2 separate regions of the Danio rerio genome follow, and region 1 is linked to region 2. A link is a contact called in public Hi-C data. All regions are on one chromosome and are shown on one strand. Each heading gives the region's core, a stretch centred on a gene start, on an enhancer-like site or on the middle of the called end of the contact. The rest is flanking DNA. Distances are from core to core; before and after follow the strand shown. Region 1 overlaps slc2a4rg (SLC2A4 regulator). Region 2 overlaps slc2a4rg (SLC2A4 regulator).

The links. A called contact is a pair of places that touch in the nucleus more often than the background predicts.
Region 1: a Hi-C map of skeletal muscle shows a contact between it and region 2, with 2.1 times the contacts expected there. The contact joins two enhancer-like sites. A contact is called at or near these places in 3 of 18 Hi-C or Micro-C datasets (caudal fin, skeletal muscle and an unstated tissue).

Annotation. Positions count from the first base shown.
Region 1 is chr23:16,258,222-16,265,118 of GRCz12tu, reverse strand. It overlaps slc2a4rg (SLC2A4 regulator), which reads right to left. Exons shown (of 9, transcript XR_012398873.1): 6 at 3,162-3,417. Among named protein-coding and RNA genes, the nearest start is that of gss, 50 kb to the left of the region's middle. Within about 2 kb of position 5,543, at least 16 of the 62 cell types and tissues checked have an H3K27ac peak or open chromatin away from gene starts, as enhancers often do. A contact at or near this core is called in caudal fin and skeletal muscle, where this site is marked.
Region 2 is chr23:16,204,261-16,211,927 of GRCz12tu, reverse strand. The region is part of intron 2 of slc2a4rg (SLC2A4 regulator); the gene reads right to left. Among named protein-coding and RNA genes, the nearest start is that of slc2a4rg, 76 kb to the right of the region's middle. Within about 2 kb of position 3,632, at least 27 of the 62 cell types and tissues checked have an H3K27ac peak or open chromatin away from gene starts, as enhancers often do. A contact at or near this core is called in caudal fin and skeletal muscle, where this site is marked.

The sequences.
Region 1 (6,897 bases), core at 4,294-6,793, 51 kb before region 2:
GCAGAGAACAACAGATGCGAAAGGCACTCGTGAGAGAAATTTGAGATCTGAAAAAACATACACAATGGCCTGTTGTGGATTCACAAAAACAAAAACTGCAAAAATAAATGTAGTTGCTGGGACATATTTGGTGCTCTTTAGAAATGTATACAGGGGTATGTTTTCCGAATGAACATGGGTTGCTTTTTATACTCCGCAGAGCTCAATATAAAAGCCCGAAACATTTTAAATTAATTTTTATTTTATACCTTTTTTAACTTTTTTTTTCTTAATTATCCAAAAACCTTAGAAAATTTCTCTGCAAAAAAGACTCTCAAATGGCAAATTGATGAAATGTGGAAGATTGATAGATTGTGTAATAAAGCAACTTAACGATTCATTAATAAGAAAGTAGTATGTATATATGTATATGCATATACTTACAGGATCTAGAATAAGTATGCAAATTGGAATGCAGCAAATGGTTTTCAGTATTTTTCAATTATCTTCTTTTGTGTTCAACTGAAGAAAGAAAGTCATAAAGTTTTGAAACAAGTAATGTGCGAGTACTGATGATGAAATTTTCATTTTTGGGTGAACTATCCCTTTAAGTAGAACCGCACACCATTGATAGTCAAGAGGAGCTGCTACAAAAGACATGATGAGACCACTGAAAACACTCACTGAGCCATTAATACGTCAGCAATTACAGACACACATATATGTCTCTATCTGTGTGTGTGTGTGTCTGACCCCGACGCTGAGATTTAACAGATGCCTTAATGCTTCACGGCCAAAGGTCACAGATATAAATCTCTGTTCGTTTGAAAGATTTCTGAAAGGTCATTTACTTTGGAATTTTTCAAGAAAAATCTAATGTAGCTACACAACAACAACCTACAATTATTTTCCTAATAAAATATCTGAATTTTCTTAAAGCAACATAAGTGCAGTTGTAAGATGTATCTTGATATGAGTTTTCCATATTTGTTGGGAACATAAATTAAACTAAATTTAGTGATGTTTATGCAAAGATAAAACTAGGGTTTCATATTACTATTTAGGACAAAACAAGCTTAGTTTAGGATGGTTAAAAACATTTCTTGAGTAATATTATTAATGGCAATCAACCAAATCCTATGAGAAACATTATGCTAAAAAGATTTTTTCCAGGAGAACAATATAATTTCAATAGGATTTTTGCTAATAAATTGTTTAAAAAAGATGAGATTAAAAAACTGATACTGAAACAAATAAATAAAATAAAAACCTAAAATTGCATTTATCATATGTGCATATAAAATATAGCATCATATATTTTTTGTAATTTAAAATTAATTGGCATAAAAGAAAACCAAATTGATGTAATAATGTATGCAAGACTAAAATGTTACCCTGAGCTTCATGTATTTCAGCAAAAAAAAAAAAAAAAAAAAAAAGAAAACCTTGCACAGATTTATCTAAGACTATAAAAAAATAAGATTGTTTGGTGTCAGGATGGGCATTTTTTAAGGCAAGTTTATAAAAATTACTTAAATGCCCTAATTTATTATATACTAATGTTGATAATATACTAATATACTTATCAATACCCTGTCTGAGAATTTAGGCCAAATCCCTAAAATGACTAAATAAATGCATATATAAAAGCAATGAATAAATAGCTGAATAAATAAACAAGTAACTAAGTATGTACAGTCAAAGTCAGATTTATTAGTCATCCTATTTTTCAAATATTTCCTAAATGATCTTTAACAGAGCAAGGAAATGTTCACAGTATGTCTGATTATATTTTTTCTTCTGGAGAAAGTCTTATTTGTTTTATTTCAGCTAGAATAAAAGCAGTTTTTAATTTTTAAAAAAACATTTTAAAGTCAAAAGTATTTGCCTCTTCAAGCTATATTTTTTCAACTGTCTACAAAACAAACCATTGTTATATAATGACTTGCCAAATTACCATAACTTGCCTAATTTAGCCTTTCAATTGCACTTTAAGCTGAGTAGTAGTATCTTGAAAAATAGTATGTACTGTTATCATGGCAAAGATAAAATAAATTAGTTATTAAAATTATTATGTTAAGAAATGTGCTTCAAAAAATTGAGGGAAAGTATTCAAGGGCCTAGTAATTCTGACTTCAAGTGTATACATGTGGAATATACACACAAATAAACAGTTGAAGTCAGAATAATTTTTTTTTCTCTTTTCAAATATTTCCCAAATGATGTTTAACAGACCAAGAAAATTTTCACAGTAGGTCTGATAATATTTTTTTCTTCTGGAGAAAGTCTTATTTGTTTTTTTCCCGGCTATTATTAGCCCCTTTAAGCTATATTTTTTGATAGTCTACAGAAGAAACCAATGTAACACAATGACTTGTCTAATTACCCTAACCTGCCTAATTAACCTTAAGCCTTTATGTCATTTTAAGCTGTATAGAAGTGTCTGAACTCTTGAGACATCCCAAGTCTCCCAGAAGTTCACCGTGTTCACGATGGTTTCCTTCGGGTGCTCCGGTTACCCTATACTACCCTTATACTATATAGTACGCTAAAATCATTATGTGAGCCGAGTAGATGTCCGAATTCAGAGAATTTGAAAATCAGTATGTGAGAAGTATCCTGATGACTTAATACTTTCGTCGAGATTCTGGAGTGCACATCCCATGCACACTGCACTATCCCATAATGCCCGCGAGAGAATTCATGAGTGGAAGTGAAGTGACGCAACAGATAGAGGTAGGTCGCGTGACCATGATGACAAAATGGCGGATTTAGTACACCTGAATTCCATTCAGAATTTTCACATTCATACTGTATAGAACCTACTTTTTCTAACAGCCGAGTAGTATGTTTAAATTCTAGTTCAGGAGCAGGTGTGTGTTGCATGACAGGACTTGTAGTTCATATGAGACAGGCTTGTAGTCCATGTAAATGTGGATGCTCTTCAGCGATCTACGAAGGTTAGTGATCGTGACAACCATAATAACTCTTTAAAGACAAATTTAACTGGACAACATTTTATTTCAACTTCAAAAGGTCACTTGCAGTGACTTGTACACTTGTAGAGAACTTGTAGGTTGAAATGTCTAAATCAATTTACTATTATTATTTATTATTAAACACACACACACACACACACACACACACATGCACACACACACACACACACACACTGCTGTCACCTGGTAAGCGTGGTCAGTGCGGATATGGCACAGTGCCGAGGGTGCTGATTGACTGAGCGGGGTGTGGATCACGTTGGCAGGTTCAGTTCGGGACACATCACAGGTCAGGACGGGGAACACAGGCGGCGGCCCGGACGTGGTCGGAGACGTGGGCGTGAGGTTAGACAGACCCTCCGAAAGAGTGTCCATGTTCACCTCGATTTCAGAGTAGTAGAAATCCTCCTCGCCATCGCTGTAGTCAGAATCTCCATTTCGCCTGAAAACACACAGACATGATAGTCAGATTTAGTAGACTTGTGTTAGGATGCATAGGTCCACATGGTGTGGAGCGATGTCGCCTCACAGTAAAAAGGTCGCTGATTCAAGCCCCAGCTGGGTCAGGTAGCATTTCTGTGTGAAGTTAGCATGTTCATCCCGCGTTCGTGTGGGTTTCCTCTGGTTTCCCCCACAAGTACAAAGACATGCGCCATAGGTGAATTGGGTAAACTAAATTGGCTGTAGTGTATATGTATGATTAAGAGCATCCGCTGTGTAAAACATATGCTGAATAAGTTGGCGGTTCATTCTGCTGTGGTGAATCCTGATTAATAAAAGGACAAAGGTGAAAAGAAATAAATGAATGAATATCTTGATCTTGTTTATCCCTTTTGTGTCCTGCGTCCATTACAACAGACATTACATATCAGGGTATTTTTTGTTTAGATTTTTTTTTTGAGCATTTAATCTACTTTTAAGTCTGCTGTCCATGATATTGGATGTTTGTCAGCCAATCAAATGGCAGGAGGCTCTGTTTGTTGTAATCTTAATAAAAAATATTCACAATGCTAAAGACAAGCATGGCAGCACTTGGTTCTGAATATAAAAGTAAGCAACGTTTTCAATGCTTTTATTCACATTTATTGAAATATTTGTCAATATTTGATAGATTGCATAGTAGAATAAGGATAGCTTTTACTAATTAAAGTTACAAATAGATTGTAGAGTTGCAAACTTTAAATAAAATAAGGAATTAAAAAAAATATTTTTGTCTTCTATATAATAATAAGCAGGCTATAAAACAAAAACCTCAAATTAAAATTAAAAGTTGTCATTTTTAAGTTTGTGACATTCAAAAGAAACATTATGTAAAGACAACTGTTTTGATATGATGTTCATCGAAATAGACAAAAAATATTAAAGAATGTTGACATTTTTATTATTTTTATTCAGTCTTGTTGATGGAAGCCTTCCTCTTAAACTTGGATCATAATTCTGGTCTGACGGGGTTCATTATTTATCCAATGAAGACATTTTCCATTTGATTTGAAAGCTGGTATTTAAAATTCTAATGGCAGTCGGACATTTGATACACATTTTTTTTTCCTTTTGATTGTAAAAGCTGAAATTTTATGAATGAATGAATTCAGCAAGTCTGCTGTCCATGATATTGGATGATTGTCAGCCAATCAAATGGCAGTAAAGCTCTATCTGTTATATCCACAATGCTGAAGACAAGCATGGCAGCGCTTGGTTCAAAACACAGAATTAAGGAACATTTTCAATGGTTTTATTCACATTTATTGATATATTTGACAATATTTGAAAGATTGAAGAAAAAAGGATTACATTTACTAATTAAAATTACAAATCAACTGTCTTTTTAAAGTCTGCTATTATATAATAATAAGCAGGCTATAAAACAAAAACCTCTAAATTAAAAGTCATTTTGACATGATGTTCACTGAAATAGACAAAAAACAGTTTAAAGAATGCTGACATGTTTATTATTTTCATTTAGTCTCATTGATGGAAGCCTTTCTCTGAAACTTAGATCATAATTCAGGTCTAAAGGGGTTAATTATTTATAGAATTTTCCATTTGATTCTTTATTATTTGTACCTGAATACTGTTAGACACCCCCCAAAAAAACAAAATGCTCTGTTTATTTCATTTTCTATCTTTGCTCTATTATATTCATCTATGCATATCAGGTGTTTATTATGATTTATTCAAATGTACTCTCCTACAAAATCACCTAAATGAATGTTTAAAAAAATGAATTCTTCCCAACTATTCAAATCATCTGATGAAGCTATTCGAGTCATCTGATGAAATTGTATTCGTATCTATCTATCTATCTATCTATCTATCTATCTATCTATCTATCTATCTATCTATCTATCTATCTATCTATCTATCTATCTATCTATCTATCTATCTATCTATCTATCTATCTATCTATCTATCTATCTATCTATCTATCTATCTATCTATCTATCTATCTATCTATCTATCTATCTATCTATCGCAGAAAAACTAAATATTGTAAAGTTTTCCCCCCAAACCGTGCAGCTCTTGTTATATGTACCCGCCAGCAGGTGGCAGCAGTGCCAACATCTTTACCGGCGGCTCTGACTGTAAACATGGGATGGTAGGTAGCAACATGAGGCTATAAAAACACTCTTACTACCGACATCAGAATGTGTTTCCCTCTGTAGCTCCTGTTATGGTGCTCTGAAAGAGTAGCTTACCCTGAGCTGTCCCATGACAGACAGTCCAAATGGCTCTAAATCATCTTCACAACAGAGTTTAGCGGGTTATATGATGCTTGATGATGATTGCCATTTTTCTTCAGGAGTCATTTTCTTAACTGGTGTTCATAAAAGTCAGTTCTCCAAAAAATGAAAACTCATGTTCAGGCCATCCCAAATATAGGCCACTTTTTTCTTCAGTAGAACATTAGAGCTTGTTGTCATTGGGGATTTTTAAAATGCAAGTTTAAATACAGCTACTTTGATATTCAAGAAGAAATGCTGAATTTAATTGAAAGTATAGTTCACCCAGAAATCTGAATTCTGATTCTTCAATACAAAAAAATACTTTGAAGAAAACATTGAATTTCAAGGTTTCTGTTATATCTATATCAACGGTTAAAGTTTTCTAATTTTTTTTCTTCTTCTTTAAAATGTTGTTTTGTGTTTAACAGAAGAAAGAAACTCATAAAGGTTTAACACTGAAACTACCAAAATTCTATAACTACTAGAGTTACCATAACAGTCATTCTGGCAGTTTTCATATAAGACGTCATATTGTCACGTCATATTTACATTCAAAACTTCTATTAAAATATAAAAATCAGGCTTTGAATGTCTGTCATCATATTTAATGAAGTCATTACCCTAAACATATCGTCACTTTGGAATTATAAGGTTCTATCTGCGTTCTGAATGATTTTGAGATATTGAGCTTCAAAGGTTTTGCATTCCATATAGCAAACAATATGTGTGTAACAGTTCTCTTTCATACATTACCATGACAGAGACCCAAAGGGTTCTCTGAATGTAAATAATCAAAGTTCTCTTACATTTGCAAATTAGAGTAAAAAAACCACGGTAAATGCAGATAGAACCTGCTAATTCTGAAAAGTCATTTTCCATTTGGAGTTATAAGGTTCTATCTGGCAGATCATTTATTGAAGCATTACTTTTCAAGAAATACAATCAAAAAATATATAAGTTGGTGTTGTAACAATATGTTGATGCTTGAGAAAGTTACATTTTTGCTTTCTACAACATTTATTTCATGTTTTAGGATGAATATTTTTTTCTTGTTCCAATTAAGCATGCAATGCTGTGCTAAATATTTTTTCCAGTGCAGATGTTAATTTTATCAAATTAATATGTTAATATTTATAAAATTGTATGCTCTATATGAATTATTGAATTATATTCATTGAATTATATGCCCCATTAATTAA
Region 2 (7,667 bases), core at 2,383-4,882:
TCTGCTTTGTGCTGTGGCGCATTGTCTAACAGAGTTGAGCTTATTCTCTTAATGAGTTATAGGTGTGTTTTGAGAATAAACCAATATATCAGCTCATCTCCCATTCCCTTTATGAGTCAGTTGCGCCGCTCTATAGCGCATTTGCTATTCACATGGCGGACTTTGTAAGTGGAAAAACTGAATGCTTCACTAGAGAGAAAACAGTTAAACAGAGCATCTACAGCACAGGAATGAGAGATAAGCCTCCTCATTCTTTACTTTCACTTTCACTCTCGTGGATAGGGAAACGTGTAGTATGCACAGACATCCATTAGCCTATACATAATTAATTTACATAATAATTTACATATACATAAATAAAAGCCCAAAGATTTGTTTTAAAAATATTTCTAAATTTAGTTCTAATTACCAACAAATGAATAAATGAACATTAATCACAAAGTGTGTTCAAAAAACGGAGTTAAATCCAATTACACATGCTGTGCCCCATATGGTCTAAAACCTGACAGGTGGACAAATTTAAGCTAATAACATTATACAAAAGCAAATTGAAAAAGCCCCCTGAGATAAAAAAAGGCATGAAAGTATGGTTTTTATATTTATGTAGAAAATAATAATTTTTGTAATATTTTAATCCTTGACGCAGTGGCGCAGTGGCCTTCTCGCCTCAAAGCAAGAAGGTCGCTGGGTCGCTGGTTCGATCCTCGGCTCAGTTGGCGTTTCTGTGTGGAGTTTGCATGTTCTCCCTGCCTTCGCGTGGGTTTCCTCCGGGTGCTCCGGTTTCCCCCACAGTCCAAAGACATGCGGTATAGGTGAATTGGATAGGCTAAATTGTCCATAGTGTATGAATGTGTGTGTGTATGAACGTGTGTGTGGATGTTTCCCAGAGATGGGTTGAAGCTGGAAGGGCATCCGCTGCGTAAAAAATGTCAGCTGAGCCGAGGTTCGAACCAGTGACGCGAGGCGACAGCACTACCTACTGCCATTTACAGCAAATAAACAAACGTAATTATCCTGCTCACTTTCTGAGCATTGATGAGAGTTCTTACACACATATGATTGGTCACACGCTTAACAGAAAGGGCTGCGATTGGCTCTAACGTTATGGCGCTGTTTACAGATGAGTGACACTGATAAACGTCAGTGGCGATTGCAGCTGATCCATGATTGACGCGGTGGAGAAAACTCGCTCTGCAGACATGCCCTTGTGTCTGAATCTAGAAGTATCGCTGTAACAGCAAGCAGCAGAGGAAATGTTATGCCAGCAGGTCAAAGGGCCACAGTGAGAGAAAGAGAGAGAGAAATGGAGTTTACTTTCAGTTTCTCTATAGCATTGAAATGGGGGCTTCTGCTGTAACTTCACTGTCAGTGAAAGACTGTCCATCAAACACACATGCAGTTAACTGTGCACAGTTTGTGTGTTTTTAAGTAGCTGGAGCATTTTAATTACTTGCGCTCACCTCCTTCGCTATAGTAAGCTACAATGTATCGCATATGAGATGAATGACGTCAGTACGTAATAACTGCTTATGATAAATTACTGAATCGATACCGAATTGTCCGCGTCTGCATCGGTGCATTGAAGAAACAATTAATTTTGACACCCTTACCAAATTTGTAAATATTTGCAGAAAAAAGAGGGGGGAAAATCAACAAAACACCATATATAGATAAATCAATGTGCTGTGGTGTGTCATGAGATCATGCATGCGATCATGTGATCAAAACAGAATAATCGGCATGAAAATGTTAAAATTACTGTCAAATTAAAAATGTGGGGGGTCAACAGAATGGTTTAAAACATATATGTGAAAGGATTAACGTCCAATTCACACGGAGCATCAGCACCAATGTTCCTATTCACTTTGAAATGGTGGTCAGGTGTTGTAGAACTGCATTGTGGTTCCGTCGGCGCCGCTTCAGTGGCATTGCTCGCTGCAGAAGTTAGGAACTTTTTCAACTTTTCAAGCATAAACAGACGCGGCAACCAATCAGATTGCTTTATGCATATACACCAGCTCAGACAGTATTTGATTGCGGACTAATTTCATTGACTGAAGCTGCTATGATGATCGCGTCAGCCCCAATTTCACACACGCCCTCTGTCAAGCGTTGACGCTGAAGACCCATGTGAATCAGGCGTAACATACAAAAACCATTATGAATATTTTTAAGTAAATAACAAACCTGAAGCTATAAATATTTTAATCAAAAACCTCAAAAACACACAAATAATCCGTTAGAGTTAAATTACAAAAATAAAATAAATGAGAAATGTATTTAAATGAATTGAAATGAAAAAAGCGCACAATGAAATTACGAAATCTATTTAAACTAATTAAAAAAATAAGATGAAAACTCAAAAGCTAAAGACATTATTTAAAATAAAAAATATTAAAGTATTCTCAAGGGGCCTTTACATTGCACACAATAAACGACAAGCAACAGACCGGAAGTCATTCATTTCCAATGGAGAATAGTCCAGGAGCTGCGTGGAGTTCAGAGCATCTCCATATGTGGAAAATTAAAATCCGATTTAAGCTGTGGATCCGTTGAAATATTTGAACTCCTGGACGACTGGATATGATGTATTCCAGTGTTGTACAAGCAGGTCAGTGCACGCAAGATGACAAATACTGTTTTTTTTTAAGTAGGAAAAAAGTTTATATTAAAAATTGTATTTATATTAATAAACGAGTATAAATTTTTTTTTTTAAATTATGTTGTCTCCACATTCCCTACAAATTTTTAGCAGTCTATGAGTTTATTGCATTCATCCAACCATGGTGAACACACAGAGAATAAAGGCTCTTGCTTTTGCACTCCTTTATTTCGGACACTGCGAAAACAGATTCTCTCCCATGGTGCACAACAAAACAGAAAATTCTGTGCAATAGCCACAAGGGGGTGTATTCTGACAGTCGTGTCCAAATGTCATGGTCAGTGAAAAGGCGGCTTCATTCATTCATTTTCCTTCGGCTTAGTCCATTTATTCATTAGGGTTCAGGAAATGAACCACCATTAAAGTATACCGAAGTGTATAAATAATTCAAAACTATATTTCAATAAAAAATAAATAAAATTTTTGTATATTCGTCAAACTATTTTTTTGTAGGACGTGGGAATACTTTAAGAGCTATACTTTGTTTTTTAAATATATATTATTTTAAAGTTTGACAGCTCCTGTTTTCAGTGAAAATGAGAAAAAATGCATAATTGAGAATCTGCTAAAAATCTTTAAAATAATTCATAGAAAAGGTTTGAAATTATACGGGATTTACTGAATACAATGTTATTATTATTATTATTATTATTATTATTATTATTGTTGACTAGTTGCTCCATGTAAAAGTCAGCTACCCCTTTCAACACTGGTAATTATGTAATGTTTGAGCCATGCTGGAGAATGACGGCTTACAGAGAAGCAGTGGTAATGAGATTCTTCCTTTCGTCTGATCCTCCACCCTCTACAGCAGCACTGATCTGAGACCAGAACGCGACACAATGCTGAACTGTGTCTCCGTGTTATATAATTTTAAAAATCCCACTCGCACTCCCTCATATTCTCTCATAATTTCATGAAATATGCTCTCTCTGCCCGACACACTCATGCGCACACACATTTCTACCTCCCGCCTGCTTTGGCAACCCAACCAGAGCAAACTGGTTTGGAGTCGCTCAAAAAGCCAAGCCCAGAGACTTGGCAGGCCTGTCAAACTTTTTTTTCCTTTATCTGGGTCAACATCCAAAAATCTTTCTATCACTGGAGGAAAAAAAATAAAGCAAACCATGGATTAGAAGCAGACATAAGAAGCATCAATAAAAGAATGAAGTTTTGCCTCATTTTTAAAAGGAAAGAAGAGCGAGGAATGACAAAGACAGAGTTTTGGAAAAAACACAATTTTGGAAAAGAGGATAGGAGAAGCTATCTGCTTTTGCATTTATTAAAGACTGCATGTGTGTGTGTGTGTGTGTGTGTGTGTGTGTATTCTTATGCAAAAAATAAATTTTATCATCCTCCTCTTCATCCAGAGACTATTTGGATCAGGACTTTTAAAGACAGAAGTGCAAACATACATCACTCAATATAAGCTCCACACATTTGCACATATTTATATGCATTTGTACAGATATTATGATTTTATACTGTACATAACTGTATATTCGAACCAATGACTGTAAAAATATGGACAATGCAAAAGCGCCTTATCCCATTGAATGGTTTGAAGGCAAAACACCTCATGACAGGTACAAACAGTCGCAAAAGACTGCTGAAATTAGAGCCTGGGTATATATATATATATATATATATATATATATATATATATATATATATATATATATATATATATATATATATATAGGCTATAATAAGGATATATATATATATATATATATATATATATATATATATATATATATATATATATATATATATATATATATATATATATATATATATATATATATATATGTATATATATATAGGCTATAATAAGGATATATGTTGGATATAATAAGGATATATATATATAGGATATAAATATAAAGGATTAAAATATTACAAAACATATTATTTTCTAGCCAACATAAATATAAAAACCATACTTTTTATGCCTTCTTCATCTCGGGGCTTTTTCAGTTCATTTATGACCATTTGCTTTTGTATAATGTTATTATTATTATTAGCAGTATTATTTATTATATGCATATTTATATTTGTTTAATTAAAAACAAGCTAAGATTTGCCCACCTGGTTTTAGACCATATGGGGCCTAGCATGTGTATTAGAATATAACTCAAGGTTACACTTCGTTATTATTGTTCATTAAAATTCGTTTGCTGGTAATTATAACTGAATTTAGAAATAGCTTTGAAACCAATATTTGCACTTAACAAACAAAATAAATAATTTATAGTCTAATTGATGTCTGTGCATACAAGGTTTCCCTATCCACAAGAACGGAAGTGAAAGTACGCCTAAATAATGAGGAGGCTCATCTCTCATTCTCAGCTGTAGATGCTCTGTTTAACTGTTTTCTTGCTAGTGAAATGCTCAGTTTTTCCACTTACACTTACTTTACGTCATGTAAATAGCAAATGCGCTAAGGCACAACGCAACCGACTCTTAAAGGGAATGGGAAATGAGACTCTGATTGGTTTATTCTCAAAACACACCTCATTAGACAATAAGCTAAAACCTTTTAGACCATACGCCCTGGCTCAAAATGGATTTTTCTGTCCTTATATTAGCAAAAGTGGATTCTGACATGCCCTAAATGCGTTTGCGCCCTGCGCTTTGCGCTTTGCACTTTGCGCATGGATCGTCAAAATAGAGCCCGAAGCGTTCAGTTTTTTCACTTACAAAATTCGACATGTAAATAGCAAATGCTATGGTGTGACGCAACTGACTCTTAAAGGGAATGGGAGATGAGACTCTGATTGGTTTATTCTCACCTATAACTCATTAAGAGATTAAGTTGAACCCTTTTAGACCATGTGCCACGGCGCAAATCGTATTTGTCCGTCCTTATATTATCAAAAGTGGATTCTGACACACTCTTTTTGCTTTTGCGCCCTACGCTTTGCACTTAAAAATTCAAATAAGAGCCCTTAAAGTTTACTATCTGACCCTGAGCAGAACCAATATGGCCGTGCATCTTCCAAACTGCTTCTTCAAGATGTAAAAAGTAACATGCTGCAATAATTAGGATTTAAAAAACTGTAAATCCACACACTGGAAATGATTTGTAACAGAGATGATATCACAGACTACCAGGAGTTTTCTCTGAACGTTTCTCTCTCACACACACCGCCTGCTTTCCTGCCTTCCCGCTTCTCCACGCTTTTCCCGAAAAAGCTCTTTTATCACATTCAGCTGTATGATTCATGTGCTACCATATTCACACACACACACACACACACACACACACACACACACACACACACACACACACACACACACACACACACACACACACACACACACACACACACACACACACACACACACACACACACACACATTCATAAACACACTGAGAGGGGCTTAGTAAATCTGTGAATGTGTGTTTGTGATAAATGAGATTTACTGGAATCTATAATCCAGCGCTTGTGTCAAACTTAAGAGTGTGTGTAACAATAAGCCACATCCTCTAATCATTCTGGTCAATTGCACCTGTCTAACACTGAATGAATGAGTCGAACAACACAACACTAGGCAAGTCCCATTGACACACACACTGTAAAAATGGCTGTCATTTTAATGATAAAATAACGTAAAAAATGCTACAGTAAAAAATCTGTAGCAAGAGTTTACTTAATAAATACAGTAAATAACCATAAAATATATGCCCACACCCACCGTGGAATCATCTTTTTATCAAAATCAGAACATTCTTACCAGGCTGTGGATCAAAGTTAATAATATTGAAAATAATCTACCATTTCTTACCCAGACCATTCGTTTCGTTTCACAAGACCTCAGTGTGTTTCTTCGAGCAAAGCCTATTGATTTGGACTTTATTTTTATTGGTTTATTTTTAACCTGAAAACCTGTAACCATTGACGTCTATATGAGAATCACCAAGGACCATGAATTCATCTCAGAGTAACCTATCATATACCCGGTGCAAAATGTGTATGGCGTGATTTGTTAATATTTTCAGACCAGTGTAACGGTCATTTTTGCACCATGCTGTTTAAATAGCAAATTCATTTGCGCCACTTTGGACTTATGGTCGTGCTTATCTATAAAGGAGGTGTGTAAGGCACATTGATGGAGCGTTGCTATTTTGAGGAACTGAAATAGACAGCGCCATTGACCAAGTAAAAGCAGGTCTAAAATCCAGCGCAAAGCACAATAGTTATGCATCCAAGCTTACACATTCCTTAATACACACAGGATGTACAGAAATACATAAATATCTTTACATATAAAAAGAATAAAGGATTAAATTGATACAAAAATTATTATTTTTTATATAAAAAATAAAAAAACACTGCCTCTGTGCCTCATGTCGGGGGGTCTTTTTCCAGTTTATTCATGACAATTTGCATTTGTATAATGTTATTATTATTAGCAATATTATTTATTATATGCATATTCATATTTGTTTTATTAAAAACAAAGTTTAGATTTGTCCACCTGTCAGGTTTTGGTGATGTCTGCATCACCAAATGGGGCCTAAGAATAGGATGTGTTTTTGGATATAACTCACTTCACCACACTTCATTATTATTGTTCATTTGTTAGTTTGCAGGAAATTACAACTGAATTTAGAAATAGTTTTGAAACAAATCTTAACGCTTAACAAACTAAATTAATTATGTAGGCTAATGAATGTCTTCAGAGGAGTGCGCACAACACCGCTTCCTAATCCATAAAAGTAAAGGAGTAAAGTAAAGAGTAAAAGTAAAGTAAATTAATTCATTCTTTATCCACGCTACAGATGGTCTGTTTTACTGTTTTCTCGCTAGTGAAGTGTTTAGGTTTTCCTCAAACAAAATCTACCATGTAAATAGCAAATGCACCATGGTGCAAGGCAACTGTGAGAATGCCTCTTAAAGGGACTGTGAGTTAAGAGTCTGATTGGTTTAATGCACGTTACACTCAAAACACACACATAACTCTGCTAGACCATGCGCCGGGGCACATTGTGTATTTT